Linked DNA regions of Capsicum annuum: region 2 is linked to region 1. The links are chromatin contacts, called in public Hi-C maps. All regions are on one chromosome and are shown on one strand. The core of a region is the stretch at or near the end of the contact, and the rest is flanking DNA. Distances in the headings are between cores, read along the strand shown.

Region 1 (2,681 bases), core at 78-2,577:
TGAAAATGATATCTTGCACATTAGAAATTAAAAGTGTAAAATATTTTTCAACTACCAATACAAATAATTAATATTCGGAGGCGAATTAAAATTTAAAATTTAGCAATTTTTATAATGACCGTAATTTAACATAGAATAATAATCGTATATGGCATGCAATTGTTAAGATGGTTGTTCTGTCATATTTAATCAAAGGTTACAAATCATAAGTGAATTAATGAATTAAATGACCGACTTTTTCTTTGATTTCCGTGATTGGCTTTGCTTGTTTATATTTGGGGAAAAGATATAAATGTTATTTCGCCTAAAATAATTTGATTGATATAGCTATTGATTTGACAATTTCAATAAATAGTCATTTAAATTTTTCTGTCGCTGCTACTATCCCTTTTTTATCTTTTTCTTATTTATTATTTAATTTTTAATATCAATTATTTTACAGGTTACATTCTCTTTCTTCCTATTTTTTTGTTTGTTTTTCACTAATTTTTTTTCTTTTAATGTTGTTAACTTTTATTTTTTTTAAGAAAAGTCCACTCTGTCCACCTATTTATTTTTCAGATGCAATCACAGAAATAAAAACATGAAATACAAGTGCACCCATAATTATTCTATCTCTTGTCATATGAGTTAACACTATAATGATACTTTGACTTTTTATTTTCCTACTATCTCTCTCTTTTTAATAAAAAAGTTAAGGAATGCTTGGACAGTATGGATACAAGGTTTAATAAATTTTACATATGTTTGCACAAATTTTCACAAAATTTTAAGTGAAGTTAACAAATTTGCGAATAACGAATTACTATATATGCTTGCACAAATTTTCTCTGTAAAAGGTGTATTTATGTCGTATATATATTGTGTCAATGTGGTATAACAGTGTATCAATCTATCATAAAAGTGTATCAATGCGGTATCAAAGTATATCAATGTAGTATAAAAGTGTATCAATATGACATAAAAGAGTATCAATTGGGTATAGGAACTGCATGTACTTGCATAAAATTTTCTTTCTTTATTTTTAAAAAGTGTATCAATATAATATAAAAATGTATTAATGTGATATAAAAGTGTATCAATTCAATATAAAGATTGCATGTGCCCAATTGGACCAAATGGCTAAAAAGAAAAATAAAATTGGACCAAGTTATCTATCTTTTTAATTATAAGCCTTTTTTTTTTTAAAGATCAGCCCATATCTTTTTTCCTTTATATTTTGAAAGTGGTGAAAAATGAATTTGGAAGTCGCCTGCAAGCCAGCGGACTCGCAAGTCGCTTGAGTCAACATTTTGTTCCATTTGGAATCTTTCAATAACAAGTGTCCCATTTGATATTTTGTCTCAGAAAAACGGCCCATTAGATTCCAACTTTGTGTATATGTATGTACACATATGTGCGTATTTGTATTTCATCATTTTTTTGCTACATTTATTTTATATTATTTTTGTTGACATGATACAACTCTTAAGAAAATTTTACGTAGAAGTGCATTTTATTGAATTGATCTTATTAATGAAACTTTAAAACTTTAAATTTGTTTATACATATAATACAGTTACTTAATAGTAAGAGTAAAAAATACATAATACAGTTTTCTTGATTTTATAAATTGAATAAGTAAATTAAAAAAAAAAAAATTTAGTATGAGAGTCAAATGATAAGAAACGATATTATAGATAAATAAGTTGTGATTGTCATGAATAGAGTATTACATAAATTATAATTTATCTAAATAAATATAATCTTTAAAATTCGGCCTTATTTTTATTCATTATTTTATATTTTCTGCATTGAAATATGTTTATAAAGTTAATATTACTTATTATTTTCACTTGTAAAATAAATATCAGAGTTTTGATTATTATTAATAATATTAATTTTTTTATTATGCTAATTTACTTCATTAAAGATCATCATTAGTTTATATACTTAATTAGTACTTTTCACTTTTTTCAGCCAGAAGATAATGTTTGTGTTTTTATGAAAATGCTTTATATGAACTTTAAAAAAATAAAAATATGATGATTTTAGAAATAGTAAAAAAAAGTTGATGATAAAGGAGATAATAGACATTTTAAAAATTTAATTAGGATAAAGAAGGAATATAATTATTATTCAAAGTTGAAGAGCGAGTTTGATTTTTTTAGATAAAGTTGAGAATGCCAAATGATTTTCACCCTTTTAGATGAGTTGATGTCTAAATATTTACTTGTTTCATCATCTTATGACAACTTTTTACATTTGGTTTGTTAATAACACTTTTCTGTGAATGAAAATTATTTCGAATTTTTAAATTATTCATATAGTAATAAAATATCATGTCATATTTATGATTGCAAATACTAACAAGAATATTTTTGGTATGAAATATCTTTTTCTTTTTTGGGTTAATTTTGGTAAGAAATATCTATTCAGCTTGTGTGTCATAAATTTCTTCTCCTAAATTTTGAATTCATCGAGGTCTATTGGAAAAATCCTCTATATCTATGCGGTAAGAATAAGGTTTATGTACACTGCTCATTGTAATCCTCACTTTGTGAGATGATATTGGATATGTTCCACTTAAATTTATTTTGAATTCAACCAATTACTGTATCGCAATCAATTACTCCCTCTATTTGAAAAAGAATGACCTACTTTGACTTGACACAAAGTTTAAGAAAATAAAGAAACTTTTG
Region 2 (2,681 bases), core at 117-2,616, 100 kb before region 1:
CCACAAAAATTTGGATAAGAAAAGTAACGTATATTAATATAAAAATTACATAAAAAAATATAATAAATTATAATAATTAACAACTTAAATTATTTAAATACATTGTGTGCTTGAGAGTGGAATTGTGAAGTGATGAAAATGAAGAATTATTTGTGTTTATGTTTTCCGGTCATTGGAGAAAAAGAAAGATGATGTAACGTTCTCTATTCTTTTCTGTTGCTCCCACCAAGAAAAGGAATTTGGAGTATATGTGAATGGTCTATGTATTGTGGAATCTTTGAGTGGGTAAGTATTATTGTTCTCGGTCAAAATGAAAGAGAAAAGAAAGGAGTAAAAATGATGATGTTAAGGATGAGAACAAAAAAAAAAGGAGTTGCAAGTCGCTGGGCCCCGAGCGACTTGTAAGTCGCAGGGCCCGCAGCGTTTTGTCCGTTTTGATTTTTTTCGAAAGTAAGTGTCCCTTTCGAAATTTTTGATAAAAGAAAGAGCCCTTTTGGCTTCGGACTCTTTTAAATGTTATATTCTAACAATTAAGTATGTAGAGGTAAAAAATATTTAGGATTAAAGTGGCGTGGTATTCCTCCAAAATCTTTTACTAAAAATTCAAAATTTTTAGATTTACCAAGCTAGCAAGGCATCTTTTGTATATAATAGCTCCTTACCCAACCACGTACATCTGAAGAATATTCTAAAATTGATTTTCTTTCTAAAAGGTCTGCTTTAAGATCTAAATTGGTGCACACTTTGTCCGTGTCTAATTCTTTAGAAAGATTGACAGGTGATGGAAAGCTCGACAAAGAAGAACTAGAAGCTGAAGGAATTTTAGGCTTAAAAAATTATGTAATCATATTAACTCTACTTAAAGATCCTAAACAAAAATTATAAGGTGTCTAGTAACTAATAAGACCTGAAAAAGAGGAGAAAGAGAGAAATTGAGGAAGAATGGAGAAGAAACTGAGATTTTGGATTTTCGAGTTTATGCGAAGAAACTCAAACGTATAAGATTTTCTTTTAATAATTAATGTTTTCTCTTTTCTTTATTTATTTGTTTATGTTTTTTTCTTTTGTGTTAATCTTTCTTTCCTTTATTTATTTGTTTTACGTTTTTTTTTTTTTTTTGTTAATAAGAAACGTTAAGGGAAGCTGGAAAGACCCTACACATTAGAAAAGCCGGAAAGGAAAAAAAAAATTGTGTAAAAGAGTAACGAATCAAAAAATAAAAGTATATGTAATTGGTGGGTTCGAACCCACATCTATGGCAAAAGAGACCTCAACAGTCATGCATCCGCCAAGCAACAACCTTTGTATGTGGGTTCACACATTTTGTATATATGTAATCGAAGGCAGTAATATTAACTTTGTTTTGCAAACCAAAGATCAGTCATAATTGATTTAAAAAAGAAAATGGAAAAGGAAAAATAAAGAGAGCAGCTAAAAAGGAAAAATATCTTGGCAATGACATTAAAAAGAAAAAAAAAAGTGGAAAAGAGAAAAACGGCACTGTTTCTGTACTTACCCGATAAGCCTTGTGATATATATGCTCGAAAGTTCATGTCCTTAGGGCTTTTATTCTACTCTCTCTCTCTCTTCATTTTTTTTATTTTTATTTTTAAATTTTAAGTACTGTTTAAATTATCATGGGAACTTAATACAACTTTCTTTTTTGAAAACAATTTACTTTCTTGCTTTGGAGTTTTAAAAGTTGTGATACAAGGAAGCAGGGTTACAGGAAATTCGGGTAAAATTCTTGAACTTTGGACTTAGCTTTATATCTATAATTTGAGCTCTGTTAAAGGTAATTTTTTTTACATTTTGTGAATTATAGCTAAGAAAGAAACACTTCTTGAGTGTGTTCAAGATGCCACAGTATTTTTTGTCTTGGAAAATTTGTTTTTCTCCAATGTCGTTTTAGCTAATCATTGAAGATAAAAGAAAAGATTTTTATCCATAATTTGATTTTCCTTTTTTGTGAAACCAGGAGTTGATCTACTGTGTAGAGACGCTTCAAAGAGCACAAACCTCTCAGATCCAACAGCTGTAGATTTTCATTTTTGTTGTACGTTTATCTGTATCTATTCAAGAAACAACAAATGGTTAAATAAATATATATAAATAAATTGTTGTTGTATACAGACACAAACACAAAAACAAGAACCTCTAATAATCTATTTAATTAATGGTATATAGTATGTAGTATAGTAATGAACTTAACTCCCACCGGCAATAGTTTATTTTTTAACTAAATTGTCATTCTTTATTTAATTTCTTTTGGTGAGTTTATCTTCTTTCTTTTTGAGCATAGAAATAACTTACTATGCAATTTCTAAAGTCAGCAGATCTTTAATTACACATAAAAAGGCTATACATTCCAAGGACTTATTTTTTCTTCTTAGATTAGGAATAGCTCTACCGGTTTTCTCATCAACCCATCTGTCCAAAAGCTTAAATCTAAAGCCCTATGAAAAGCTAGGTGTTTCAGCTCAAAGGAAGGTCAGTCTTCAAAGAAAGGAAGAAAACTAATACTCGCTCCGTTTCAGAATAAGTGAATTGTTGAGTGTATTAAAACAAGTGAATCATTAAATTTTTTTTCAAATTTGCCTTTATGATTTGACAATCAATTAACTTTTGAAAAGGTATTACTAGGTCAATTTTTTTTTTTTTGGGTAAAAATAGAAAGTTAT

Evidence for each region. A called contact is a pair of places that touch in the nucleus more often than the background predicts.
Region 2: a Hi-C map of leaf shows a contact between it and region 1, with 1.9 times the contacts expected there. The contact joins the promoter of LOC107856973 here to the enhancer-like site in region 1. A contact is called at or near these places in 2 of 5 Hi-C or Micro-C datasets (leaf and placenta).

What each region holds. Positions count from the first base shown.
Region 1 is chr8:68,123,382-68,126,062 of UCD10Xv1.1, reverse strand. All of the region lies in intron 1 of LOC107856986 (transcription factor TCP2), which reads right to left. Among protein-coding and RNA genes, the nearest start is that of LOC107856986, 5.2 kb to the right of the region's middle. Within about 2 kb of position 1,327, at least 2 of the 5 cell types and tissues checked have an H3K27ac peak or open chromatin away from gene starts, as enhancers often do. A contact at or near this core is called in leaf, where this site is marked.
Region 2 is chr8:68,228,359-68,231,039 of UCD10Xv1.1, reverse strand. It overlaps LOC107856973 (transcription factor TCP2), which reads left to right and starts at 1,366. Exons shown (of 3, transcript XM_016701929.2): 1 at 1,366-1,738.